6 separate regions of the Mus musculus genome follow, and all the other regions are linked to region 6. A link is a contact called in public ChIA-PET, HiChIP or PLAC-seq and promoter capture Hi-C data. All regions are on one chromosome and are shown on one strand. The core of a region is the stretch at or near the end of the contact, and the rest is flanking DNA. Distances in the headings are between cores, read along the strand shown.

Evidence for each region. ChIA-PET counts read pairs in DNA pulled down with a chosen protein or histone mark. HiChIP or PLAC-seq counts read pairs in DNA pulled down with a chosen protein or histone mark. Capture Hi-C pulls out chosen DNA fragments and counts their contacts.
Region 1: an RNA polymerase II ChIA-PET map of memory CD8 T cells shows a contact between it and region 6, with 6 read pairs. The contact joins the promoter of Ezh1 here to the promoter of Ghdc in region 6. A contact is called at or near these places in 2 of 39 promoter capture datasets (both in liver) and 2 of 115 datasets of contacts at active chromatin or transcription factors (embryonic stem cells and memory CD8 T cells).
Region 2: a promoter capture Hi-C map of adipose tissue shows a contact between it and region 6. The contact joins the promoter of Tubg1 here to the promoter of Ghdc in region 6. A contact is called at or near these places in 3 of 39 promoter capture datasets (embryonic stem cells, liver and pre-B cells), 1 of 15 datasets of contacts at CTCF or cohesin (the NIH/3T3 cell line), 1 of 484 Hi-C or Micro-C datasets (B cells), 1 of 115 datasets of contacts at active chromatin or transcription factors (pancreatic cancer cells) and 1 of 9 other capture datasets (adipose tissue).
Region 3: an H3K27ac HiChIP or PLAC-seq map of embryonic stem cells shows a contact between it and region 6, with 6 read pairs. The contact joins the enhancer-like site here to the promoter of Ghdc in region 6. A contact is called at or near these places in 5 of 39 promoter capture datasets (hippocampal neurons, liver, neutrophils and 1 more), 1 of 115 datasets of contacts at active chromatin or transcription factors (embryonic stem cells) and 1 of 9 other capture datasets (liver).
Region 4: an H3K27ac HiChIP or PLAC-seq map of microglia shows a contact between it and region 6, with 6 times the contacts expected there. The contact joins the promoter of Coasy here to the promoter of Ghdc in region 6. A contact is called at or near these places in 16 of 39 promoter capture datasets (the 3T3-L1 cell line, the C10 cell line, cranial neural crest and 9 more), 7 of 484 Hi-C or Micro-C datasets (CD4 T cells, CD8 T cells, embryonic stem cells and 4 more), 14 of 115 datasets of contacts at active chromatin or transcription factors (the 230-238 cell line, bone marrow-derived macrophages, embryonic forebrain and 9 more) and 5 of 9 other capture datasets (adipose tissue, embryonic stem cells, liver and 2 more).
Region 5: a contact with region 6 is called in a promoter capture Hi-C map of liver, with 4 times the contacts expected there. The contact joins the promoter of Cntd1 here to the promoter of Ghdc in region 6. A contact is called at or near these places in 1 of 39 promoter capture datasets (liver) and 1 of 9 other capture datasets (liver).

Annotation. Positions count from the first base shown.
Region 1 is chr11:101,223,164-101,227,864 of GRCm38.p6, forward strand. Ezh1 (enhancer of zeste 1 polycomb repressive complex 2 subunit) reads right to left here and starts at 3,300. Exons shown (of 21, transcript NM_007970.3): 1 at 3,233-3,300.
Region 2 is chr11:101,117,245-101,122,039 of GRCm38.p6, forward strand. Tubg1 (tubulin, gamma 1) reads left to right here and starts at 2,873. Exons shown (of 11, transcript NM_134024.3): 1 at 2,873-2,998; 2 at 3,303-3,415; 3 at 3,587-3,754. The coding sequence starts at 2,950. Retreg3 (reticulophagy regulator family member 3) reads right to left here and starts at 2,597. Exons shown (of 9, transcript NM_026501.3): 1 at 2,297-2,597. The coding sequence starts at 2,535.
Region 3 is chr11:100,499,732-100,504,037 of GRCm38.p6, forward strand. The region is part of intron 13 of Acly (ATP citrate lyase); the gene reads right to left. Among named protein-coding and RNA genes, the nearest start is that of Mir7116, 23 kb to the left of the region's middle. Within about 2 kb of position 1,915, at least 33 of the 459 cell types and tissues checked have an H3K27ac peak or open chromatin away from gene starts, as enhancers often do. A contact at or near this core is called in embryonic stem cells, where this site is marked.
Region 4 is chr11:101,081,068-101,085,547 of GRCm38.p6, forward strand. Coasy (Coenzyme A synthase) reads left to right here and starts at 1,498. Exons shown (of 10, transcript NM_001305982.1): 1 at 1,498-1,623; 2 at 1,932-2,639; 3 at 3,249-3,463; 4 at 3,688-3,819; 5 at 3,941-4,130; 6 at 4,215-4,279; 7 at 4,469-4,480. The coding sequence starts at 1,943. It also overlaps a transcript of Hsd17b1 not described here.
Region 5 is chr11:101,276,233-101,280,876 of GRCm38.p6, forward strand. Cntd1 (cyclin N-terminal domain containing 1) reads left to right here and starts at 2,971. Exons shown (of 7, transcript NM_026562.2): 1 at 2,971-3,248. The coding sequence starts at 3,074. It overlaps Coa3 (cytochrome C oxidase assembly factor 3), which reads right to left and starts at 2,716. Exons shown (of 2, transcript NM_026618.2): 1 at 2,482-2,716; 2 at 1,738-2,220. The coding sequence starts at 2,695. The coding sequence ends at 2,108. Wnk4 (WNK lysine deficient protein kinase 4) reads left to right here. Exons shown (of 19, transcript NM_175638.3): 16 at 1-155; 17 at 246-445; 18 at 596-693; 19 at 801-1,177. The coding sequence ends at 803.
Region 6 is chr11:100,768,596-100,773,279 of GRCm38.p6, forward strand. Ghdc (GH3 domain containing) reads right to left here and starts at 2,362. Exons shown (of 9, transcript NM_031871.1): 1 at 2,284-2,362; 2 at 1,475-1,755; 3 at 1,061-1,182; 4 at 433-934. The coding sequence starts at 1,742.

The sequences.
Region 1 (4,701 bases), core at 2,050-4,549, 460 kb after region 6:
GAACCGCGGCACTGCAGGTGAGAATGTGAAATTTGAGTAAAGGTTCTTGCTGCCACACCTGACAACCTGAGTTCCAGCCCTGAAACGTACATGGTGGAGAAACCACTCCTGAAATATATCCTCTGACCTCCTGTGTGCACACAAAGAAAAACAAGAAGCAAAGTGCAACATATGCTTACCACACAACTTGCCACAGAAGAAAAAAACAGCACCCAACACACACAGAGACACACAAAGACCACACCTGGTTCTTCACTAGTTAATAATCTAGTTAGTAAGCAAAATAACAAAGGCTTTGGAGCCATGTGGCACCATAGCTTCTTAATTGTCCCATCTTGTTTTTTCCATTTTAATTAAAATTTATTATCAGATTTATTTTATGTCAGTGTTTGGTCTACATGTACATATGTATGCCGCGGAAGGGCAGTGCCCTCAGAGTTCAGAAGCTGGTATCAGTCAGATCCCCTAGAGCTGGGGTTATGGGCCATGTGGGTCCTGGGACCCAAGTCAGCATCCTCTACAAAAGTAACAGGATACTCTTCAACAGCTGAGCCATCTCCTCAGCCTATTGTTGTTTCATCCTCAATTCATAATAGGAATGGGAAGGAGGGTTAAACTATGGACATAAGATATATAAAATGGAGGCTAAAGAGATGGCTCAGTAGTTAAGAGCACTGACTGCTCTTGCAGAGGTTCTGAGTTCAATTCCCAGCAACCATAGCGTGGATCACATCATCTGTAATGGGATCCGATGCCCTCTTCTGGTGTCTGAAGACAGCTACAGTGTGCTCATATACATAAAATAAATACATCTTTAAAAATATATATCTAAATTGAGTCACTAGTTTCAATTTCATCAACACTTGTACAGAATGAGTTCTAGGACAGCCAGGGCTCAAAACAAACAACAAAATGCCAGTATCTCAGATCCTCCATCAACCTCACCTCAAGGATGCTAGGTCGTCATGGATAACCTTGAACTACTGAACCACCTACCTCTATCTCCTTAGTACCAGAATTACAGACATGGACCACCATGCCTGGTTTGCTGTGAACCACAATCTTAACTAAAGAACTCTAATTAACATAAATATTTCCTAGTGTTCAATAGAACCAGGCCATCCCCACTGCAGACAAGAGTAACAAAAATCAAAACGGATTTGGTTTTCTCCGGGGATGCTTTTTTTTTTTTTTTAAATTTCCAGGACCAGTGGAAGAGAGCTGCCTTGAAGATATACAACCACATTAGCCTGCTATAGGCAGGGCCCTGCCCTAGCTGATTATGAACTACATCAGCATAAAGTTTTGTTGGGGACCATCCATTATCATTCAATAAAAACCAGACTCTTCGGTTAGACATGAGTCAGAACATCCACAGAAGGCTTTAGAAGGGTGTGTGCGCCACATCCCCTCAGATGTTTCCTTTTTACAGATGGTTCTTCCAGGTTTACATACTTTTGTGGTTGTTTTGACACAGAGTTTCATTTAGACCAGGCTGACCTTGAAAAGGCTGGCCTTGAACTCCTAAGCCTCCTAATTCCATTAACGGAGTTCTGGGATTCTAAGGCTGCAACATCACAACTAGCATCCTGTTTATGTGATTAAGGTCTTCTCTCCTAACATGCATTCACTCCTATGTGAGCTGGTTATCTCCCTTCAGAGCCACAACTGGGTTTCCAAGGCTGAAAACAGGTTTCTCAAAAATCAAAAGACTGGGGCAGCGGTCAAACCTTCTCAGGCTGGAAAGACATCCAATGTCCTTTCCTCGTCTTAAAATCTTTGGGTGGAGGGTGAGTCATACCTTTTAATCCCAAGAGGTAGAGGCCTGAGGATCCTGTGAGTTCAAGGCCTGCCTGGTGTACAGGGAGAGTTCAAAGATAGCCAGGTGCTATGCAGAGACCAAAATCAACAAAAATATTCATTGGGCTGAAGATTTCTTATTCTGAGATATCATGTAGCAAATGTACCCCAAAAGTCTCTACATTTTCAATGTCCTCCCTGTACATATCCAATTCTTTGTGATCCTTGGCTCTGTTTCCCAAGGCATAGGTTCCATACTTTGGCTAATCAGTTTACCCACACCTCCAACACTAACCTCCATCTAATCTATTTCCATTCTCTTCCTTGTGCCCCACCACCTACATCATCTCAGTGGTCACTTTGACCAAAGTAAGCTCGTCCCACATGGTGAAAAGCCTGCTCAGCGGTTAAGAACACTTGTTGCTCTTGCAAACAACAAGGACTGGCTCAGTTCCCTGCTCCCACATGGTGGTATGTAAGCATCCTTAACTCTAGTACCAAGGGATTCGATGTCCCTGGAACCATCCATACATAGAGTGCACACACATTAAAAACAAACAAACAAACAACAACAACAACAACAAAAACCCAAACAACTAAATCTTAACAATTCTCGCCAGGCGTGGTGGTGCACTCCTTTAATCCCAGCACTGGGAGTCAGAGGCAGGCGGATTTCTGAGTTCGAGGCCAGCCTGGTCTACAGAGTGAGTTCCAGGACAGTCAGGCTACACAGAGAAACCCTGTCTCGAAACACGCCCCCAAAAAAAATTCTCTTAAAGCTTTGTCTCACATCTACTTCCTGACAAGTTATGTCCCAAATATAGCACCTTCCCTTTTACTTCGGGATGCGTTCATTTACATATCGTTTCTGGGAATTCTGGGGACGGGAGAGACAGTCACAGTTTGAAGACAAATCCTCACTCAAACCCGGAACTAAAGTGAGGCGAGTTAGACCAGCGACAAGGTCCGGGAGCAAAATGTTGAGGAGGTGCCGCGCGACCCCGGGAATCTCGACCCTGACACTTGGGCGTCTTAAGAACCTCTCACACTTGGCGGGCATCTCGGCCTGGCCACCCCTTCCTCAACATCACTCAAAGCCTCTGCGAGCCCGAGCCACCCGGGCCTCTGGCCCTCCCGCTTACAAGAGTCAGGGTCCCCTGGCAGACGCCAAGGCCCACCCACGTTGGCACGGGCCACCAGCCGGGTCCGCCCCCGCCGCGCCCCCTCCGCCACGCGGCCCCCCGCAGCTCGCACGCGCTGTCGCCCCGGGTCCCACCACACTCGGGACGACAGGCTTCGCGCTACCCCGGGTCAGGCAATGGTGTGGCCCTCAGTTTCCTCATTTCTTCGCCTCCCCAGCCCTGAGGTTCAAGCGTCACGCCAAGCCCAGGCCCGGCCCCACCGCCCAGCCCCGTCTTGTTTACTCACTCACCCTCCATCCTGAGACGCAGCCACCCGCCACTAGGACGCCTGCGCGCTACGGCCACGCCCCTGCGCCGCGGCCACGCCCCGCGCCTCCCCTCCGTGCGCGTGCGCACTCTGAGGGTGGATCACCTGGGCTGCGGTCTTCGCAGGTGTGTGTTTTCGCTAAGGTGATGTAGCTCTAGTCCGACACTTTCCTAGGTGGCGCTGTCAGAGAAAAGTCATCCTGGAGCCACAGATCTCTTCTTGAAGACTTTATTCAGCAGCGCACCATTGCCAACCGTGTTTAGACAACTTACAAGTCAAATTTTGGAAGACAGCCTGCCTCTGCCTCCCAAGTGCTGGGATCAAAGGTGTGCGCCACCACGCCCGGCTTGAGAATATTGTTTTAATATTTATTTATTTATTTATTATATGTAAGTACACTGTAGCTGTCTTCAGACACCCCAGAAGAGGGCATCAGATATCATTACGGATGGTTGTGAGCCATCATGTGGTTGCTGGGATTTGAACTCACGACCTTCAGAAAAGCAGTCGGCGCTCTTAACCGCTGAGCCATCTCTCCAGCCCTCGAGAATATTTTTTAAACCTCTCCACAAGATACTTAATATTACAAAAAGGGAATAGTAACTATAGAGGCAAGAAATATCCATCATCAGAAACGAACAGGTTCTTTTTTTCAAAATATTTTATTATTTATTTATTTGCGTATGTGTGTTTTAATACATGCTATGGTGGTTTTTGGTTTTGGTTTTTTGTTTTTTTGGGGGGGGTGGTTTTTCGTTTTCGTTTTGTTTTTGTTTTTTTCGAGACAGGGTTTCTCTGTGTAGCACTGGCTGTCCTGGAACTCATTTTGTAGACCAGGCTGGCCTCAAACTCGGAAATCTGCCTGCCTCTGCCTCCCAAGTGCTGGGATTAAAGGCATGCACCACCACTCCCCGGACTTTTAGTTATTTTTTAACGATGCATTTGTTTGTTTTAGTGTGTGTGTGTGTGTGTGTGTGTGTGTGTGTGTGTGTGCCTGGGTGTATGTATCTGTACCATGTGTTTGTGGGCATACTTGGAGGCCAAAAGAGGCCATCAGATCCCCTGGGACTGGAGTTGCTAACCGTAGTGAGGTACCATGTAGGTGCTGAAGATCAAATCTTGGTCCTTTTTAAAGTCGCCTTTGTTCTTATCCACTGTACCATCTCTCCAGCCTCCACTATTCTTTTCCTTTTATCAAAAACTTTGGAGGTAGGTATAGTGGTGGCACACATCTTTAATCCCAGCACTTTGGAGGCAGAGGCAGAGGCAGGTGTCTGCAGAAAAGGGACTGAGGTGCATATTTTACATATCAAAGTGGACCTGGCCTCCAAGTTCTCCCAGCAACCCTTCAGTTCCTACCTGGCATACCCTGCCCCCAACCCTGAACTTTCCAGCCCAGGGGCTGGGCTGCTGTTTCTCCAGAGAGGTTCTTCCCTGTATAATCCAGACATT
Region 2 (4,795 bases), core at 1,623-4,122, 350 kb after region 6:
GGTCCTGCCATGATGCCCTCCTGCCGACTTTCATGGTCTCCCTGTGGGTCACTCATCTGCAGATGGGGTGAGATTAATGAAAAAGTCGGCTTTTAGAGGGAAGCCATTATTATTCTAAAGACAGCAACAGAGCAGGGGCTAGAAGCGATGTGGGTTACAAGATTTTGGACAGGGTCACCCTGATTTCTCTGGTACCTGGGAGGGGACACCCTGGAAATACATGGTGGCACCCTACCACATGGAATTCTTTTATGAACCTCCTGTGTTTAGAAAGTAAGAGGGCATAGTCACAGGTACAGGGAAAACTACACCAGAGAAGGAATGTACATCACTAAACACACTATGTGCCCTGAATTTGGAGGACTTGGGAAAAAAAAAATTCTTTCAGAGAGAGAGAGAGAGAGAGAGAGAGAGAGAGACAGAGGGGGGGGGAGTGTGTGTGTGTGTGTAAGTCAGGTGACAGCTTACAGAAGCTGGATCAGGGCATCAGGTTTGGAGGTAGGCTCTACTACGCTAAGGTGGACTCCAGCACTCAGGTGACAACTTTGTAGTATCAAGCTAATCTTCTGACTCATCAAAAGCACCTCAGCTTTTGATAACGTCATTATTCCTAATAAATAATATAAGAAGTACTTCAGATTTGTTGTTTCTGACCTAACTTAGTGATACTTCTTCAATTCGTTGAAAATCTAGTCATTCTTTACTCTACTAAGTGAAATGACAACACTCACAAAGACACTACTGAGGAGTGAACTGTGTTTAGCCCTCAAAGAAATTCATTCTCCCAAAACAATTCTATAAGTGCCAATGTCTGACTACTTTAACCCGCTTGGACTTTAATACTATCTGTACCCCTCCCAAGGTATGAGTCCCCTCTATAAATGACAAGCTCAATTGTTTTTTAAGTCTTAGGCCACACTCACTTTGGTGGATCTCTCCCCCACCTCCTGCATTGTGGCTACACAGCAGGCATACTACCCGGAAATGCCAGAGATAGGGATCAGTCACAACTTAGCACAAGAGGGGTTCTGAGAAAGATTCTAAACGCAGACTTAGCCTAAGTAAACACTATGGTACAGCATGGTGGCCAGTGTCAATAGCCCCAATCCTCGGGAGCTGGGAGCAGGAAGGTCAGAAGTTCAAGGCCTGCTCTGTGGAGAGGATATTTGGAGCCAAAAAAGAATACACTGTTGAGGACCAGCAAATCTGTTGCAGCTTTGAAATGTGTTCCAGAGCTAGAGAGATGGTTCGGTGGCTAAGAGCACATACTGCTCTCCCAGAGAAGTTCAGTTCCCAGCAACCCCCACCTATCTCCAGCTCCAGGGGGATCTGATGCTTCTAGCCTCTACAAGTACCCACAACTCCTCACGACCACCCCATCTCAGGACCACACCCCTATACACATACACACACACAGGCTTATTCAAAGAGTCTCATCTCTTCTGGTTGTAGAAGCCTCAGTGATATGTCAGTTCCCTTGGAATTTGATCAGTACTATGGTTATTAATAAACCCAAACCATGGTTGGTAGACTCGATGAAGCCCAAACTCCTCCTAGGTGCTCTCATTTTTTCCAGAGAATGAAACACACACTTTAATATAAAGCCACTTGTCCAGTGAAAGAGAACTCAACGGCTCTCAGACAGCCTCAAACTCCTTGAACCACAGCTAAGGTCTAATTTTTGGGGGGAAGCGTTGCAATCCTAAGTGGCTCTGAAACAGATGAAAGATCACCACTGTTTTTTAATTTTTTCCTTCTTAATACATCTACTTTTCTTTCAAGCTGAAACTCCACACAAACTTCACCAACTTGACTGGGTGAGACGGTATCTAACATGCTAATAATCCATGATAACCGGCTCAAGCTTGTTTTCCTCCTCACACCCAGGGATACCCTTCTGCCTCTCCTCCCATCATCGTTAAGTTAAAACCTCTCGGAACCACCACCCTGGGGCAAGCAAGAGAAACGGAGGAAATGGTCTCGAAGTGAAATCACTTTCTCTCGCTAACAAGAGGCACCCCGGCTTACTGCGAGCGACACGGGATGGTACCAGATTCTCTGGCGAGTCGTGGGGGCAAGTGGAGAAGACCAGGAAGGCCCTGCGAGCACCCGGGGTGCCAAAGCCTGGAGGCAGGCGGGATGCTGGGGAAAGTGAAGCATTATCAGGCAAGTATCAGAAGCAGCCAGGGCGACGAAAGAAGGCAGGACAGGGCAGGTGAGAGATCGACACCCCCCCCCCCAGAACAACCTGAGGAATTCCCGCCTAGTAGGGTCAGTGAGGGTCCGGGTGTCTCACCAGAACGCCGCGTTCAGCCCCAGGCACCACAGGGCGCTCCTGGCCGGCCGCTCCCACACCAGGGCTGCCTGCACCCGGCTCAGCAGAGGCTCGTAAGGGCCCAGCACCTCCACCAGGGTCCGCTGCGCCGCCTCAACCTGCTGGTCGCGCTCCCAGGAGCCGGACATAGCTCGGCGGCCCCTGAAAGCCAACCCCGAAGCTGGACCCGGGGCCGCGGCCACCCCTTCAGCCTCCTCCATCTCCCCTTCAGCAGCCACAACATCCGGGGCCACGGCCCGGGAGTCACAATAACACCGACTGCGCAGAAGCACGATTTGGCTGCGGCCGGGCGGAGAAGGGGCGGGGCGGGGCAAGTGCCGGAACGCCCACGCGCGCATGCGCAGACGCTCCGGTGCGCATTCATCAGACGGAAGAGAACACTGCGTCGAAATGCGTTCCCGGCGCTGAGCGCGATTCGGAGCCGCGCACGCGCAACTCGCACGACTGAAGCCCGATGAAGGAGGAAATTTCATCTGCAGAACCCAGCTCCCATTGGAGCGGAGAACGATTAGGGGTGGAGCGCATTGTCTGGCGCCTGCGTCTTGCCGGCGAGCGCGCTAGCGGTCGGCGGTGTTGCTGGCGGGAGAGACTGCAACGCCGATGTCTGAGGAGCGATGCCGAGAGAAATCATCACCCTACAGTTGGGCCAGTGCGGCAATCAGAGTGAGCGAACCTCCCAGACCCTCTGCCTCCCAGGTTCCTTAGGTGCAAGAGGCCCTCGCAATAAGGTCATAGCTTCGGTCTGTCTGCAGAATCCTAGTTCTCCCCCACAAAGGCGATTCCCAACCCTGTGCCCAACTGCCTAAAGCCAATGGACCTTCCCCTGTCCAGTCATTGGCCTAGACACTAGGGAGTCCCAAGGCTAATCTAGATCCCTAGACCCAGGCGTTCAAATCCCCCACTGGCTATTTGGAACCTACCCAGACTCACGTATCTTTTTTCTTCACCTTCCGCCTCCCTCTCTTAGTTGGGTTCGAGTTCTGGAAACAGCTATGTGCCGAGCATGGCATCAGTCCCGAGGGCATCGTAGAAGAGTTCGCCACGGAGGGCACTGACCGAAAGGACGTCTTTTTCTACCAGGTGCTCCCCCAAGTGACTTGACCAGGACCCTGGCGGGACTGGCAGCGCGATCTGGTGCTGGGAAACTCTGAGTGGATGGATGGGAACAGAGTGGCTATCTTGAGGGAGAGCCTGCAGGAGCCAGAGTTGGGAGGCTTCAGGACTTGACCCATCCTGGCTTCCCTCTGACAGGCAGATGATGAGCACTACATCCCCCGGGCTGTGCTGCTGGACCTGGAGCCCCGGGTGATCCATTCCATCCTAAACTCCTCCTATGCTAAGCTCTACAACCCAGAGAACATCTACCTGTCGGAGCATGGCGGAGGAGCTGGCAACAACTGGGCCAGCGGATTCTCCCAGGTCATTTGCTGTTCCCCTGAAGGGCTCTCAACTCTGTGGGTGGGCACAGGCCCTGTGGTTTTTCTACAGATGAAACTAGGTCAGAGATGTTCGAGTGCTGAGTAAGATAGCCATGGCTCCAGGAGCTAACTGGAACGCTAAGGACGCAGTCTAGCTAGTGCTTTGTTGCAGGCCATTTAAATACTTTCTGTGTTATCTTTGTAAACCTCTGACTAACCCTAGAAGTAAGTACCATGGGTTTATGATATTTTATCTACTTCTTCAGACTCAAAACAAAACTCTGAAATCAAAGATATTTCAAACTTCACTTAGCAAAACCAATGCGCAATGGAGAAGGAAGGCTATGTTGATGTATCTCGTTACCTTATTGTCAGCACTCAGGCCTCTCACTGTAGAAATGTCTGATAACACACCTCCAAGCTCCACGGCTGTATCAGTACTGTTTATTTGGCAGGTTCTAGGAATGTGCTAAACATCACATACTAGACAAACTTAGATTGCTGAGCTATGCATCACATCCACAGCCTTGACGTGATCTTTTTGTTAAATATGAATATTTATTTATTTTGAGAAAGTTTCTCTACTTAGCCTTGGCTGTCCTGGAACTCACTTTGTAGACCAGGCTGGCCTCAAACAGAGATCCACCTGCCTCTGCCTCCTAAATGGCGAGGTTAAAGGTGTGCTCCGCCATTGCCCAGCTAATATGCAATTTATGATTGTATGCCCAAAACTACCTTTCAGAACCTGAAGAATTTTGATTTCTAAAAATATCTGGTCCTGTGGATATTAAATGGCGAAGTGTGGACCTGTGTTTTACTTTTAGTGAGGAAACAGATAAATCTTCCTGAAGTCAGATGACTAGGTGGGCATGAGCTACAGTGGTAGAGATGGCTGGACATGTAGTTCAGTTGGGAGGATACTGGTCTAGTATGTTCGAAGCCCTGGCTTCAGTCCTTAACACTGCATAAAACTGGGCAGAGTGGTCCGTACTGGCAATAGACACAGGAGACGCAGAATGTCAAGGTTATCCTCAGCTAAGCA
Region 3 (4,306 bases), core at 665-3,164, 270 kb before region 6:
GTAAGTGCCGTTAACCTCTGAGCCTTACTTCGAGCCCCAGCTGCTGGTTTTTAAGCAGGATTTCATGTAACTGGGGCTGGCCTTGAACTCACCATGTAGCTAAGGACAACCTTAGACTCCTGATCTTGCCTCTCCTTCCTAACTGTTGGTACTGCAGGCTCATAACACACCACCAGCTCTTCTCCCTTTACTTTCAGTTTTTATGTAACCCAGACTGCCTGGAACTCACTATACCTTAATCTGTGACAATCTCTCAGTCTCAGCTTTTTGCCTGCTGGAATTGGAGGTATGAGTCACCATGCCTGGCTCAATTTTTAAAAATTATTAATTATTATTAATGTTTTTTTAAAACAGGATTTTCTTGTGCAGCTCTGACCTGGAATTCACTCTTGTAGACTAAGCTGGCCTTGAACTCAGAGATCTGCCTCTGCTTCCCAAATGCTGGGATTAAAGGCTCATGCCACCACCTCCACCCTTAATAAATTATTTTTAGAGGCACAAGAAAAAAAGTTTACCCCTTCCTGTTTTGCTGAGGACTTTATAGTCCCAACAGTATTAATCAGCCTGTAAACTAGAGAGAAACCCAGCAACAATCAGCATTTAAATACACACAAATTCTAGGTCAGTAGGGGTCCTGTACAGAGGCTTGAGGCAGCCAGGGCTGAGGCTAGCCCAGCCTTATCTCAACACAAGCCAGCACAGGGCCACAGGGCCCTCACCCGAATCCCTAGACCCATTCTCCCACCCTCCTTATCTCCCAAGTGTCTCTTGGCTGCTCAGAACAATCCTCTTGAGACAGGCTTTCTAATAGCAGGGAAGACTTTAATGAACCGAGCAGGCTGGGCATGGTGGTTCACATTTTTAATCCCAGAACCGGGGAGACAGAAGTAGGCAGTGGTCTACAGAGTGCAAAACCCTCATTGAATAACAGGGAAAAGGCTATGATGGTACAAAGAGGCTACAGGAATGCAGCCACTAGCCAGAAGGGAAAGGTCCCTCGATTGTCTTCCCCTTTCAACTCCCCGAATGACCTAGGGAAGGAAACCAGCCATTGGGGGACATTCTGTGCTCCCCTAGGGAGAGCAATGCATCTCACCCAGAGGCCTCTGATATTAACCTACTGTACTACGGCACGCTTGGCTAGCCAAGATCAAGGTCTGAATAAATCCTCCTGCAGGCCAGCAGTAAGCCTCTTACTGCAAGAGTCAGAAGGCTCTTGATTCGTGAACACCTAGATTTACTGTCATCCCGGGGTTCCTATAAGACGTGGAACCTTAGAGTAAGAGCTGCCACATAATCCAGTCTCATCCTTTCTAGCCCAGGAAATTGAAACAGATATCCACATAGATGGTGGTCCTGGGTCACCTTGGAGAGCCAGGATTACAGACTTGACAAAAACACAGTCGTGTGATAAAGGAGGCCATAAAGTAGTGAGGCTCTGACATTCCCAGGGGAGCCCCCACTGAGTCCAAGTGCCATGCTACATAGAAACCCATCTTCAGAGATAAGGACGATGCCCACCCACACCTCCTGCTTTAAAGTCAGAGTTCAAGTGCTTACCTCCTTAAGCAGAGAGAAAGCAAAGCCAAGAGGGCCACTGGCATCAGTAGCAGGAAGCCCCTCCCCTCCCTCCAACCTTAATGGCCCTACTAAGAGTGGAGGGCACTCTCCATGACCTGGTCTCCTTCCTGTCCTCTCTCTTCTCTAGCTTAAGGACCAAATGAAGGTGCCTGCCTCCGCCCGCTTCCCCTAGGGGAGGAGGGCTCCCTGGAGACTGAGTCTGTCTGTTGCTGCTCTATCAGCACAAAGGCCTCGCCTTCCAGGAAACCGTGATCGCGCTGGAGGCAGACAATGAAAGGATTAAGAGCTAGCAGAGGGGCTGGAGAGATGGCTCAGGGATAAGAGCTGGTTGTGCTCCTGCAGGGGACCTGGCTTCCCTTCCTAGCAGCCATGTCAGGTGGCTTACTTACTAAAGATACAACTGCCTGGAGCTCCAGCACCAAGGGATCCAACACCCTCTTCTGCTCTCCCAAGGCACCTGCGCTCACATCCATCACTCCTCACCCCACCCCAGCTAAGATACACTCAAGTCCACATACTTAAAAGTAAGCCTTAGGGGCTGGCGAGATGGCTTAGTGGGTAAGAGCACTGACTGCTCTTCCGAAGGTCCTGAGTTCAAATCCCAGCAACCACACGGTGGCCCACAACCATCTGTAGCGAGACCTGACGCAACTTCTGATGCATCTGAAGTCAGCTACAGTGTACTTATGTATAATAATAAATAAGTCTTTAGGCTGGAGTCAGAGGAGTTACTAGAGCAAGCAGGACTGACTGGAGTGAGCAGGGTGGACCAGAGCAAGCAGAGGTCCTAATATTCAATTTCCAACAACCACATGAAGGTTCACAGTGTATTCATATACATAAAATAAATAATTAAAAAAAAAGTAAGCCTTAGAAACAAAAACTGATAGTCAGAGGGGGCCACTGTCTTTGTTTAGATATTTCTACCTTCTCTAGGGATCAGTCATCGATGAAGACTCTCTTGCCCTTACAACTGTGAATGTCAGATACACTAGGCAGAGCTCAGTGGGATAGTGGTTTGCTCAGCATGCAAGGAGGCTCTGAGTTTGGTTCCCAGTATTGGAAAAAAATCAAGTCATAAGAAAGTCCTGATACAGGTAACTGAGTAATCTACCTGATCTACCTGCTTGGTCAATGGGCAAATGTGTGTGTGAGATGTGTGTGTACCTGCACTGGAAATGTCCACTGTCAACTGTGACCTCTGACACCAAAGACCACACCCCTTCAGGTCCTGAAAAAGACAGATACTAGCTGACCTTCCTACTTTCTCTCTTCCCACCTTTCTCTGCTCTTCTATCAAACCTGGGAGAACCCTACACTGCTCTGGAGTCAGGAGCGGTGGGGCGCACACGGCTGGCGGTACTCAAGTTGCTGAAGTCGCGGCACGGAAGCAAAGCGATGAGGAGATGCAGATGAGAGTCAGGGTGGAGGTGCGGTCCCTTCCCTACAGCAGCCAGCAGTCAGATCAGAGGTATCAACTGCTCTCTGCCGCTCCCCTTTCAGCTGATGGCACCCTCTTCCCCAGGACCATCCCTGCTGACACCCCTGAGTCCCAGAGCTGTGGGCTGGCTCTCGCTCCTTCTGTCTCCACCTCCCGCCAAGGAAAGGAGCCAGAGACAGCCACACAGGGAAGAGACTGCTGTGCTGGGGCAGGTAAATTCTAAGCAGGAGAGGGAAGGGACAGAGAGCAAAGACTAGGACTCAGGGAGGGGGGGGGCACACCAAGGTGGAGACAGGAAATGTACTACACGGCACTGCAACCCACCAGGGAAGAAAGGAAGCACAGAGAAACTGGGACCCGCTAACAAAGCCACACGCAGAGTTGGGGCACAGTGGGGGCATCCTACCTTGCAGGGATCTTGGACTTGGGACTGAATCTGTTAAAGAAAATGACCAAGGCGTCTGAGTGAACTGCTGGTGGGAGGCTTTGGTGGGAGAGGGGAGAAACAGGGGACAGTTCCACAGAGAAGCCTTCCGGTGCTGTCACTGTGTCATGGCAGACAGCAGGAGTAAAGCCAACGAAAGAGGCAAAGCACCAGTGGGCAGAACAGAAGCAGGCGTGACAAAGAACCAGGGTATGGGGAGAGGGCAAGGAGAGGGACACTAGGGAAGTGCAGTCAACATTCAAGTCCCCTCTGGGTGACACTTCCACTATGGCCTTCAGGCTAGCTGAGTCACGCCCTCTCAATGAGGACCCCTCTGTCCCCAGGTAGCACAGTACAGTGACTGAACCGGTACAGTGCTGGGCCCACTCTTCTCCACTGAGGAAAAAGCTGACGCCCTGGGGACCACGGGGCAGTGACTTCTGATCTTGAGCCTTAGCGCAGCTGACCATAGGACAGAGGCTGCCAGGCCCTCATCTGCTGGAGTGTGAGCGCTGGCAGGTCATCCTGCCACTGGGATGGAGATGAGCTGGTAGCATGCACAAGGGCTAGTAGATAAGGCAGAGAGAAGTGTAGTAGGAGCCCCTAGCGAGTCGGAGAAGACAGACAACTGTTTAGAGCTAGCCTTGCTGTCTCCACTCTCAGAACCTGCCTTCCATTTAGGAGTCTGGGAGAACCTTTCTCTTCTTGCTTCTGCTGAGATCCTATCTCCTCCACAGCCTCCCAGGTCAGTTCACAGCCCCCCAGCAGGAGGCGTGGAAGACAGTGGGGAGTGAAGTGATCCAGGCAGTGTGGATCTTCAGCTCCAGGAGAACCCACAGAGAAGACTCAAGTCACTCATC
Region 4 (4,480 bases), core at 248-2,747, 310 kb after region 6:
AGACCTGGGTTCTGGATATCTGAATGGGGTTCTCTGGGCTTTATCCATGTGCACCTGAATCCTTTCTCTTTTTCATCTGTATACCCTTCTGATCTCATGACCTCCTTAAAAGCTTCATTGATAGTTGTTTTTGTTGTTGTTTCTTTGTGTTTGTTTTTTTGAGACAAGGTTTCTCTGTAGCCCTGGCTGTCCTAGAACTGAAACTGTAGACCAGGCTGGCCTCAGATTCTGCCTGCCTCTGTCTCCCCAGTGCTGAGATCAAAGGTGTGGGTCACCAGTGCCTACACTTGCCGTCTTTTAACTGGTTCACTTTCCCTGGTCTGTGATTGTATTGATTTGTCAGGTCTTTGCTGTTTTCCTGAGCTACCCAACCTGAAAAAGTAACCCTTGCACTCCAGCCTGGGTCTTTCCATCTGATAAATCTTCTTTACTGTCTGATCACCACCAGATGTACTGTGGACTTATTATGTATTGACACCATCCCAACCCCTTCACGCATCTACTTCAGGGAACTTTGTTCTCTGTTCTCTCCTTTTTACCTAGAACAGTTCACTAAATAGACACTCATTGACTAAAAGCAACACTGTGTGGGCTACACGGTAAGATTCTGTTTCAAAACAAACAAACAAACAAATACAAAATGTAACTGTGCCAAATGTAAGACTAACACATGTTTTGATTCCCTTAAACGCCTCTCTAAAATCCAGTTTGAACTGTCTCCTGCAAGAATCTTGATTCCTTAACAAATTAGTTACTTTACAAGGCCAGATTTCTGGACCACAGCACAAGAGTCTCCTCTCCTCCTGTCTGGCTGCAGCACTCCCGCCCTTCCCAGTCCAGGGCCTTGCTAGATAATTCAGGCTGATCTCAAATTTGCAGCGATGGTTCTGGGATCGCACATCAGCGCTCGGCCCTTTACAGGAATCTAGAGGCTAGTTTGCTTCCTTTTTCCGCTATCTCCGTGGATTTGAGATATTTTCTGATGGGCGTCTGGCTTTCCCTTCACGTCCGCCACTACCAAATTTATTAACTCTCCAGTCCTCACTAACTTCTCCGCGAATCCGGACCTCTAGGTCTTCTTCCTTTTCCCCCACCCCGGGGCCAGATATCCCCGAAGCGCTAATGAACTATCCTTGCAAACCTAAGCACGGGGTTAGACGACGCGCAAAGAATTCTATAGAAGGCACCAGACTTCGCCTCTAGGTGTCCCAAAACACTCAGAAAACCAATTTCCTGTGTGTGAAATGGGGATGTGGGTAGAGATATCTAGTAGCATCGCTGGGAACATTGGCTCAGAACAAGCACAGCAAAGCGATCCGACTGTTCCCGATCCTGGCTTTGCCACCTCCTCCTGGCAAACTGGAAGAAGCAAACAACACTGGGAATCCGCGAAAAGGGCTTTGCAGCTCTCTCTGCTCGCTTCGTCTAAGTGGATTCGGTGCCAGGGTTTCGCTCAGCCCGGAAGCCTCTGCCCTCGGCCCCGCCCCGCCCCGCCCCGCCTCGCCCCGCCCCAGGAGTCTCTCGGCGATGCTTTGTTTGATTGCTCTGAGTTCCCGTAGCTCCACGCTTTGAGGCTGGTGGGTAGTGCTTCCGGGCTGCAGCCTAGGACGCCTCCACGGCGGTGTAAGTAGAAGCAGAATCCCAAGAACTCACTGAGTAGGGAAGCAGCCCGAGCCACAGCGTCCCCTCTAGTCCCTCGCCTCCGAGTCTTCGCAGATGGCCGGTTCAGCCTAACAAGAGGGGCTGGGATTCCTGAAGCCCCAGTCCCATGACTCAGGGGTTCCTGGCGGGTTCCCCCTGCCAGGATTCCGGTTTCTATCAGCGAACGCTCCCCTGCCCTGCTCCAGGTCCCTCTTGAGTCCGAGTTCCCCTACAGGCCTCGGCCTCAGCCTGCCTAGTCATTCTCGCTTCGTCTCCCTGACTGTCTGCAGGCCTGGAGAGCATGGCCGTGTTCCGCTCAGGCCTCCTGGTGCTGACAACGCCGCTGGCCACCCTGGCCGCACGCCTGCCTCCCATCCTGACCTCGGCGTCCCGCCTGGTGAATCACACCCTCTATGTGCACCTGCAGCCGGGCATGAACCTGGGGGGACCCGCTCAGCCTCAGGCCAGCCCTGTGCAGGCCACATTTGAGGTTCTGGATTTCATCACGCACCTCTACACTGGTGCCGACCTGCACAGGCACCTGGACGTCAGAATTCTACTGACCAATATCCAAACCAAGAGCACCTTTCTCCCTGTGCTGTCCTCAGTCCAGAATCTGGCCCACCCTCCAGAAGTGGTTCTGACGGACTTCCAGACCCTGGACGGGAGCCAGTACAACCCTGTTAAACAACAGCTAGAGCGTTATGCCACCAGTTGTTACAGCTGTTCTCCACAGCTGGCTTCTGTGTTGCTGTATCCGGATTATGGAACTGGAGAGCTGCCTTTGGAGCCCCCGAATGCCCTCTTACCCTCTACTATAAGGCCGGCTTCCCCGGTTGCCAGATCTCCAAGGCAGCCTGTGCGTGGCTACCACCGTGGGGCCGTGGGTGGCACTTTTGACCGCTTGCACAATGCCCACAAAGTGTTGCTCAGTGTTGCATGTGTACTGGCCCAGGAGCAGCTTGTGGTGGGAGTAGCTGACAAAGATCTGTTGAAGAGTGAGTGAAGGGACCCTGGACTAGGGCAATGGAAGGCAGCCTTCACATTTTCTTGTTCTTCCCCAATGCCAAGATCAAGGAAGGGTAGGGCCACTTCTCAACCTTCCAAAATGCCACAATGTCTGACACTCTGTTATTGCTAAGGGACGTTTGTTTGTTAAATGAATACATGTGGTATCTTTAGTCTGGGGTTCAGTCACTTTTTAACTGAAGTCAGAACTTCCCAAATGGGAACCAAGGACTCTGCACTTCATGGTTGTCCAAGTGATCGGCTCGGAGGTTTGAAACGCTGAAGATAAATGGATAGGAGATGATTGGGGGTGACCCAGTACTGCCATCAACAGTGAGGGGACTCTAAGAATATAGTAGTTCTTGGGGGTTCTCCACCAACTGATACCTATTGGTCCTGCTGCTCTGTAGGCATTTCTTAACTTGTTCTTGGAGTACACGTCAGCTCTCAAAGTGACTGATGCTTGTTTTCCCTTCTGTACCCCCAAACCTGTCCCTGTCTCACCCTTTCTTGCTGCCACTGCTTGGGAGGATTTCAGTGCTATGGGACACTCTTCCCCAAATGGGGAAAGATCTCACCGTTCCTCGCTCCTTCCTCAGGCAAGTTGCTCCCCGAGCTGCTCCAGCCGTATGCAGAGCGCGTGGAGCATCTGACTGAGTTCCTGGTGGACATCAAGCCCTCCCTGACCTTTGAACTCGTCCCCCTGCTGGATCCCTATGGGCCTGCTGGGTCCGACCCCACCTTGGAGTTCCTGGTGGTCAGCGAGGAGACCTACCGTGGGGGGATGGCTGTCAACCGCTTCCGCCTTGAGAATGTAACTCCCGAAGGAGCCTGGCAGAGGGGCTGGGAGGGGGAGGCCCGTGAGAAGTGCTGTGGTCCCAGAGCAGGGAAGGGAGGGTTCAGGGTGGAAGAACTTGTCTTGTCAAGTTCAGGAACTTGTCTGTGGAGGCGAGGGGTAGGTAGAGAGACTGGGGCTCCAGATGCCTTCTCCTAGCTCTTACTCCTTTCCTCCTCCTCCTCCTCCTCCCTTTACCTCAGGGCAAAGAAGAACTTGCTTTGTACCAGATACAACTGCTGAAGGACCAGAGTCACAATGAAAATGAGGAGGACAAGGTCAGCTCCTCCAGCTTTCGCCAGCGAATCCTGGGAAACCTGCTTCAGCCTCCAAATGTAAGCCTTCCTCCTCGCTGGTTGGGCGTGGTAAGATGCTGAAGGATAGAAACAGGCCCTCCACTGGAAGCTGGGCTTTTGAACTCCCTGGTCACTGAGGTTCCCTCTTACCTGTCTTTAGGAGAGGCCGGAGCTCCCGTCAGGTCTCTATGTGCTCGGGCTCACAGGCATCAGTGGCTCTGGGAAAAGCTCGGTAGCTCAGCGGCTGAAGAACTTGGGAGCATACATCATCGACAGCGACCATCTGGGCCATCGGGCCTATGCTCCTGGGGGTCCTGCCTACCAGCCTGTGGTGGAGGCCTTTGGAACAGGTACTAGCCAGAGAAGGCTGGAAGTGGCCTGAGGTGAGAAGATGGTGTGACCTCTTTGCTTAGCCTTCTTTCTTTGTCACCCAGATATTCTCCATAAAGATGGCACCATCAATAGGAAGGTCCTGGGCAGCCGGGTGTTTGGGAACAAGGTAAACACACACATCTTCAAGAGTTCTTGAGATCCATGGGCGGGAACCAGTGCACTCCCTAGTCTGGCACAGGAAGTCAGTCTCTGCTTATCTGCTCCCACCCCAACCCCCACCCCCCCACCCCCCACCTCACAGCTGTATTTCTCAGGAAAGTTAACCTCTGCCCACTCCCTCTGTCCCCCTCCCCAGAAGCAGATGAAG
Region 5 (4,644 bases), core at 1,721-4,220, 510 kb after region 6:
GAACCCCTACTTGGAGGCAGTTCCCCAATCTTGAGCCATCCCAGCCCAGTGTGGATGAACTACTCCTACAGCAGCCTGTGTCTGAGCAGTGAGGAGTCGGAGAGCAGCGGGGAAGACGAGGAATTCTGGGCTGAGCTGCAGAACCTTCGGCAGAAGTGAGTCTGGGAACAATGGCAGAGCTGGAGGTGAACCAGAGAGAACAGAGTGTTTGACTAGCCTTTTCCTGCCCGCCCGTGCATCCTCAGGCACTTGTCGGAAGTGGAGGCACTACAGACACTACAGAAGAAGGAAATCGAGGACTTATACAGCCGGCTTGGGAAACAGCCCCCACCTGGTATTGTAGCTCCAGCTGCTATGCTGTCCTGCCGCCAGCGCCGCCTCTCGAAGGGCAGCTTTCCCACCTCCCGCCGCAACAGCCTGCAGCGCTCTGATCTCCCTGGTCCTGGTGAGACCCCTTTTCCTTGAGACTCCTTCCCCATCGGCACGGTCTTCTTCCAGGCCCTGGTGGTCTACCCCTTGGTTCTGGGGGACTAGGCCCCCCTCCTCGCTGCCCCTCCCTCCACTTAGCGTTCTCCCTCCCTCATCCTGCTCCCAGGCATCATGCGAAGGAACTCTCTGAGTGGCAGCAGCACCGGCTCCCAGGAGCAGCGGGCAAGCAAGGGGGTGACATTCGCCGGGGATATTGGCAGGATGGTGAGGGGCGGGCCCAAGGAAGGGAGAGCCGAGGGCATGGTGGCTGGCAGCAGCTCTGCCTTCCTCTTCTTTGGACATTGCTTCAGCATTTTTCTTTTCCCCTCCAGTGAATTCAGACCAGAAGTCCTATGTCTCCCCAACACCAGGGCCCCACCATGGCCCATGGCCTCTCAGAATCTGATGTTTTTTGTGACCAACTCAACTCAGCAAAGAACACCCCAGCACTGAGTGGGTAGAAGGCCCGTGGGCACGGAGAGTGCGTTGTGTTGTATCCTGAAGAGTCAAAACCTTGCGGGTTCTCTTTGCTGTGTGGAAATCTCATTTCTGTAGCCTACCCCACCTGCCCTCCCCAGGCAAGGGCTGACCACTAAGCAATCCGAGTCCAGATGCTTGCGGAAGGCCAACTTCCAGCTGGGAGAGTGGAGGGGCTGTGCTCCTGCCACCAAAGTCAACAGCAACCAATAAAAATACTGAGGAGAAAGGCTGTGGGTCTGTATCTGTCATGCCTTAGGGACGGGGTGGGGGACAAAGACTTGTGAAGCAGGCAAGAAGGGTGAGGAACTCGAAGCCATTCTCCTCTCACAATGGAAGGCAGGATGGAAGCGGCCCAGCTTTCTGGCTTTTTGCCACCAGGTCATGAGGAAACTACATGACCAAATGATCCAATGGCCAAGGCATGATCCCCTCCAGACCCCACCCTAGGCCTGTATAGGCAGGTACCAGTAAATGTTAAAAGAATGAAGTTACTCCTTGCTCATCCTTCACCTACCAAGCTAGAGACAGGAAAAGGCCCGTGCCATTAAGAGTCTGTTCTTGAAGGCAGAGAACAGAAGAGTGACCTTCTTCTACCCCCTAAGACCTGGGTCAGTCTCAAACAGTCCAGTAATCTCTCCCTTAAATCAGGTGGAAAGATCTCACGGAAAAAGTAATTCTAGTTAAACATTTACAGCTCCCTGGGGCAATGCCACCGCTGCAGCTAGTGCCAGGGAGCTTTCCAGCGTGAAGTGCCATATGTCTCTCTGCCCCCACACACTAGCTTGGCTTCGGGAGACATGACTCATTTTATTACTTTAACTTGACCCTATCTTTCCCACTTTAAGGTTCCAACGCTGCAGTTAAGCCACACCCTCCCCCTTAAGAGTCGGGGCCCCTGGGAGGTGAAGGGGTAAACCACAAAGTTTGGGTAAAGGCAAGGTTGCATACCTCTCAAACAAGGAAATAAAAAGGGCTGAGTAACTGGACAAACTGCACGTGAAGTGAGCAATCCCCCCCTTGGCAGCGGCCAAATGCATAGTCTCTGGCTTCTTGGGCTCAATCACACAGTCCGACGTTAGTGTGCCAGTGATGCTGTAAGACCACCAGGCATCATTCAACATATACAGGGGATCCAGCAGTTTGAAGATGGTCCATACAGTTAGGGTCCCGAAGCTCGCTCTCTCTCAAGAGCACGGGCTCGGGCAGCTTTGGCTTCATCTTCCAGCTCATCAAGGAAACGCTCTTGGGCCACCGAGTAGAAGGTGTAACCATCTGACGGAGTGGGTTCAGGAAACCACAAAGCACATGGGCATTCCTTTCGTCTAGCCACCCTTGCTGTTTTCCCAAATTAATGATTTTGGATTGCCACCCTTTTGCTCCTTTTGAACCCTTAACCAATTGTTATTACTAAGCCAATACGCGCTGCGTATATATAGTAAGATTAGGCATGAACCTCATTTGCCCGCACATTAAAAGCTACACGTCTTGTTCCCTTTTCCCTAACCCCATATGCGGTATAGCCAGGACGGATACAAATAGCTAACACCAGGGCCCCGATGCCCAGGCCGGTCATGATGTTCCGGGTCCGCCGCTGTGGCAGTGTTTTCTGCCACTGGGCAAGTTGCACCTGCCGCATAAACTGCAACTGCGCTGGGGTCAATTTCTCCCGCGACGGGTCGATGCGCTGAGCGAATGGAGCATTTCCATTCTTAGCATTCAGAGGGTCACCAGCTCCAGGGGCCGCCATGTTGCTGCTCCGCCCTAAGCCGTCAAGCCCGGAACTCGCCAGGAATTGTAGTCTTTGACTTCAGCAAGGAACTCTGGGAGCTGTAGTCCACGTGGAGTTTTCTGGGTAGAGGCAGGGTCTCTCCGCCCTAGAGGAGGGACAGGAAAGGTGAAAAGCGCCCTGCTTTCTGATTGGCTGAGCTCTCTGTGTCAGTTGGGGCGCGAAAAGCTGTTGACCGTTCGAAGCCGTGGTGGACATTATGTTTTTTCTCAGATTCGAAGCGAGGGCAAACATATAGAAAGGGAAGGAAGAATCCAAGGTGTGGCAGAAGATTCTGGAAATAAGCTAAGGAGGCCAGTTTATGGATCCCGTAAACTGTCCAAGTACTCCGAAAGACTTATGAATATGGAAGGACCCTTGAGGCCCAGGCTGGTGAACTGTAGTGACTTTCAGTTCGGAGTGGTTACCACAGAGACTATCGAAAACGCCCTGCTTCACTTGGCCCAGCAGAACGAGCAAGCCGTGAAGGAGGCTGCGGGACGGACGGGCAGCTTCAGGGAGACCCGGATCGTGGGTGTGGATGCAGAGTGGGGAGTCAGGTTTACGGGAGGCAGGGGAGCGTTGATCTTTGTTTTTCACTCAAATATTTTGCTAGTACTCTTGTTGTGCGAGGTCGTGGGGCTTATAAGCGATGAACGAGGCTTACTAGCACTCTTTTTTTTATTTCTTAACCCCCACTTCCCTGCACCACTCCCCACGTGCCTTTTTTTATTTTTATTTTTAAAGACAAAGTCTCACTGTGGAGTCATGACCTGGAACACTCTCTGTAGCTTAGGCTGGCCTGGAATTGACAGATGTTCTGACTCCCAGATGCTGGGATTAAAAGCACACGGCATCATGGGGAGTCCCCCCCCTTTTAAAATTAATGTATGTCTGTATGAGGGTATCCAATCACCTGAAACTGAGGTTATAGACAGCTGTGAGCTGCCATATGGGTGCTGGGAATTGAACCCTGGTCCTCTAGAAGGGTAGCCAGTGCTTCTAACTGCTTGAGCCATCTCTCCACCACCAGCCCCCTTTACTCTTCTTTCCATAAACGTGTTTAGAGTGCTTATCATTTACATTGCCTGGTATAGAAAGAGGGAACTGCAATCTAGCCATTGCTCTCAAACTATGTAGTCTTTAGGTGGGAATTGTTAACATATGAGCAAGTGGATACAAATAACGGTTAGAGTGATTGACACAGAGAATACAAGCTACTATGAGAATTTAAAGGAGTGGTAAGATGAGGTCCAGGGATTGAATGATACCATGAATAAAACTTGGGAAAACAAGAGGGAGGCTGGGAGCGGAGGGTTTAGTTGTCCAGGTTGACCAGAGCATATGGAGAAGCAATAGAGAGTAAGGCCAGGAAAGTAGTTTGGAGACATTCCAAGCAGAGGTCTGAATGTCTGTCAGGGGAGAGAACTTTATACTTGTTTTAGCAGGAAAAAAGAAGAATTGAGAATTATAGGCAGTTGTGAGCCACCTGATGTGGGTGCTGGGAATTGAACCCAGGTTTTCTGGAAGACCTGCCAGTGCTCTTAACTGCTAAGCCATCTCTGCTGAGCGAAGCCACTGAAATGTAAATGAGGGGGCCAATGTGGCTGTCATTTTCCCCCTGGTAAAAATGATTTTGTATGTGGTCTAAAGGCTGGAGTTGAGTTGGGAGGTGAGCTAGGGGAGCCTGTGTGTAGTCAGAGTGATGACAGAGAGGAAGGCAAGAGTGGATTTAAAACAGCTCAGAGGCAAAATCTAAAAATCTGAGTTTTTCGTTTAAGAGATGAAGATGGGAAAGATGACTGTCAAAGGGCTGAGCCTCAGAGACTGGCAGCCTCGTGGTGCCATTTGGAGCAGCACTTACACACAGTGCAAGAATAAGGAAATGTGATGTTTGTTTGGGGGCAGTTGTTTTGATTTGGATCTACTAA
Region 6 (4,684 bases), core at 1,112-3,611:
TCTTCTTGTCAACCTCATGGTGCATTCCGTTCTGCCAGGCAACAGCAGAAAGTAACGCCTCACTCGGGACAGCAGGCCCGGCTCCTCTAAGCACCTGGCCCTCCTGATTCAACCTCTCTGGAGACCACCCCCAGGGCCAGCCTGCTCTTTCCTGGTCTTGACTGAGCAGAAGCAGGCAGAGAGGCTGTGGTTCTGGCAGGGATCAGAGGTGGAAACAAATCCTGGTACCACCTGAGTCTGCCTGAGACACTTTGTCTCAGTGAACCTTAGTGTGCTCGGCTGTTAGTCAGAGCTAGTAACCCATACCATCCCAGGCACTGAGGAGGGTTGAAGAAGGTAAGTGTATGTGCCTCAATGCATGGTAGCTAGCTGTATGACATCTGCCCCCAGCCCCACCTGCATCCATCCAATCCCCCCCCGCATCAAGCTGACCTCCTGAGGCAGCATAAGCAGGAGAGAAGAAGGCTAGCCCTTGGCACCACAGGACCCTAAGGGCAGCCACAGCTTCTGCCTGTCCTCCTGAGTCCAGAGTCACCACCACCTGCAGCTTTGGCCAGAGCCGGCGGGCCAATCCTCGGGGTCCCTGCTCTAGGGCCTCCTTCAGCTCAGCGGCTCGTTTGGGGAGAAGCGTTCCCAGAATCCCAGCTGCTATGGCCTCAGCCAGTTCTTCACCATCAGCCTCCAAGCCCACAAAGACATCCAGGAGCTCCACTGCAGTCCTTGCCTCAAGTACCCTCAGCCCCGGGGATATCAATGCCTCCAGCAGCAGGGTCCGGGGGTCCTTGGCTCCATCGGGGCTTACCCGGCCCAGGGCGTGCCCAAGCCAGGGGACAGAGCAGGGCCATGGCGATGTAGGGGTCACACAGGCAGTACTTCCTGGAGCCAGCGCTTCTGGGTAGGCCTTGTTTAGGGTTATTAGACCCAGCAGGGTGGCCTGGAGGGAGACAGGAGGGCCTGTCATTCAGACCTTAGAACCAGACCCCAGCTACCATAGCGGGCCTTCTTTGTACCTCCTTTTGGGAGGGGTCTGCTGTTGTGAGGTGGAGGTACCTCTGTTTACCTGCAAAGAGGCGTCTCCATGGTACTGGGGGGAGGCAGGGGATGGGAGCGTCTCTTCACTTTCTTGCTCCTGAGTGTGGCTGGTTTGGGTCAGTGGAAGATGATTCCGGAAGGTTCTCATATCTGTAGACCCCCCCCCCAAAAAAAATCAGAAACTCCTCAGGAAGTGAGAAGACTGTGGAGAGCCTTGAGAAAGGAACCCAGAAAGGGCCTGGGAAATGAGGTGAAGGCTAGACCAGGGCCCAGCAAAGGAAAACCCATCCTAATAGGTGTCAGGTTGTAAGCCATGGTAGGGCTCTGCACCAGGCCACATCATATTGGTGGTAAATGAAGGGGCCCTTGAGTTCTAGAATCTGACTGCCTTGTGGGCTATTTTCTCTCCTTGGGTCACCTCCCCCAGGTGCCAGAAACACACCTGTGTCCTCCCTGGGGAGACAGCAGGAGCCCTGGGCTTTCTTCAGACACCACATGAGGGCCTGCTGCTGGCTCTGGCCCACATTCAACGTGCTCCGGTCTAGTCTCCACTGCTGCCAGGCGGCTGCCCAGCCCAGCATCCCCCAGGCCACTCGGTGTTGGAGACTGATCAGCCAGCATGGCCTGGCACCCCGAGACCTCTGCTGCCAGAGTATGGCCAGCAGGGGCACGAGGAGGAGCAGCAGCAGCAGCAGCCACAGCAGAAGCATCTCCAAGGAGCTCCTGGGAGAGGAATGGAATGGAATGGGGTGTGAGGGGGATAACCATGTCTTCCCACACACTCCGCCGCATACAGAAAACAGAGGAAGGAGACGACGGTGGTAGGAAGCCAGGGCCCTGTTAGGCAGGCAATATGGAAGAGAGACCCTCAAGAATCTGGCACCCTGGCCGGGCGTGGTGGCGCACGCCTTTAATCCCAGCACTCGGGAGGCAGAGGCAGGTGGATTTCTGAGTTCGAGGCCAGCCTGGTCTACAGAGTGAGTTCCAGGACAGCCAGGGCTACACAGAGAAACCCTGTCTCGAAAAACCAAAAAGAATCTGGCATCCTACTAACTGGCATCCTTGCTTCTCGAGCTAGAAGAACAGCTCTGACAGCTCCTCCCTCCTTCGTAAGAGGAGAGGGCTGGGCGTGACATTTTTACCCACTCCCAAGTGACTTTGCTTTCTCTCAGGATCTTCCCTGCCCTGGTCCCGTTTCCCAGTAGAGCCCTGGGTATATATATACACCTGTCACAGCCTATTTCTGCTTACTTTCAGCACCCCGGGACCCCTCAGGGTCCCTCAGTGTGTCTGGTCGCAGTCCTGAAAGTTGAAGTGATGACTTTAAAAGGCAGGGCTTGGGCAGGAAATCCGGCCTGACTGGGAGGACCCGGGGGTGGGGCGGAATGTTCTTAAAGGAACAAGTTACCTAAAAGGTAACTTGTTGAGTTGCTGGCTCAGGTTGGCAGATGGAGGGAGTTAAGGCCAGGGTGGCAAGATCGTCGAGAAAGACAGGGAGGTGTGTGTGGAAAGAGTGCTTGCTTTCCATTCAGGAGCAGATTCAGACTCAAGTAAAAACCACAGCTGCCGAGGTGTGGTCGTGCAGACTAGTTGTTGCAGCCCTAGGGTATGTGCCAGCAAGAGGTCAAGGTCAGCCGGGCAGTGGTGGTGCACACCTTTGATCCCAGCACTCAGGAGGCAGAGGCAGGTGGATTTCTGAGTTCGTGGCCAGCCTGGTCTACAGAGTGAGTTCCAGGACAGCCAGGGCTACACAGAGAAACCCTGTCTCGAAAAACCAAAAAAAGAAAGAGAAGGAGAGAGAGAGAGAGAAAGAAAGAGAAAGGTCCTGTTCCATCTCCACACCCCCCACCCAAAAGAGGACAAGGTCACCCACAGCTACAGCTACATAACAAGTTCAAGGCCAGTCTGAGCTACACGTCTTTTCTTTCTTTCTTTCTTTCTTTCTTTCTTTCTTTCTTTCTTTCTTTCTTTCTTTCTTTCTCTCTCTTTCTTTCTCTCTCTCTCTCTCTCTCTTTCTTTCTTTCTTTCTTTCTTTCTTTCTTTTTGGAAAGGGATGTTTGCCTCCCTCCTCACCTTTTGAAAATTTATTTATTTTATATGAGTACACTGGAGCTGTCTTCAAACACCCCAGAAGAGTGCATCAGATCTCATTACAGATGGTTGTGAACCACCATGTGGTTTCTGGGATTTGAACTCAGGACCTCTGAAGAGCAGTCAGTGCTCTTAACCACTGAGCCATCTCTCCAGCCCCATATCTTAAAAAAACACCACCACCACCACCAACAAAAAAAAAAAACCACAAAACCAAATAAACAAACCAAAAACCCATTCTACATAATGCATCTGCAATCCCTGCATTTGGGAGAGGCTGGGGAAGAGGAATGGCTCCACTAAGTCAGCGGCCAGTGTGGGCTACATAGCAGGTGCTGCCTTACAGGGTAAATAATAGCTTGTGAATAAGACCTTGTGGTGCATACTTTTAATCTCCACGTTCAGAGGCAGAGGTAGAAGGAGCTCTATGAGTTCAAGGCCAACCTGATCTACACAGTAAGTTCCAGGACAGCCAGGGCTATATAGAGAGTCCCTGCCTCAAATAAAATAAATAAAAGAATAACAAAACATCAACAAACAAATATCCAAAGTTGTCCCCAGTCTGTAAATCTCCACAAAATTAGTTAAAGAAAATGACTTCCACCTAGGTGGCCTTAAACCTGAATGCAGTGTGTGCCATAGGCAATCTGCTAAGAAACCTCCAAGACAGACATACATACAGACAGACAGACTGCAACCCACCCCCTTCTACAGACAAGCTGACACAGTCAGTTATACTATGGCAGGTCCTTAAGTAGGATGGCTTACAGCAGTTTGTCATATATGGGTCAATCAAATTTTCCTGGTAATTGGTGTGTCTGAATTTACTGACTTTATCTCAGAAAAGCAAAACCAAATACACAAATTAATTAAAAAACCAAAACCTACTTGAAATATTTATTTTGTTTTTAAACATTTTTTTATTGGTTCTTTGTGATTTCACAACATTGTCCCCTAATCCCTTATTTCTTATTTTAAGTGCTTTGATATTTTACCTGTGTGTGTCTCTGTGTGTGAGGCTTAGATCTCCTGGAACTGGAGTTACAGTTTGTGAGCTGCCATGTGGGTGCTGGGAATTGAACGTTGGTCCTTTGGAAGAGCAGCCAGTGCTAGCCCTGAAATATTTCTTTTTAGTGTGTGTGTGTGTGTGTGTGTGTGTGTGTGTGTGTGTCACAGATGCTTGTGAGCCACCTAACAGGGATGAAAGAAGACTTGGCCTTCTGAAATGGCAGTAAGTGCTGAGGGCTCTCCAGCCACTCCTCCTAACCCCCTTCCTGCCCGCCCCCCTCCCCCCTTTTTTGAATCATGGTGTTAGTTCAGGATGACTTTGAACTTGATAGATAGCTAATACTGACTTTGAATTCTTTATTTTTTTTTAAAAGTTTATTTATTTAATGTATATGAGTACATCTTAGCTGTTTTCAGACAACCAGAAGGGGGCATCGAATCCCATTACTCCCATGGCTGTGAGTCACCATGTGGTTGCTGGGAATTGAACTCAGGACCTCTGGGAGAACAGTCAGTGCTCTTAACCACTGAGCCATCTCTCTAGTCCAACTTT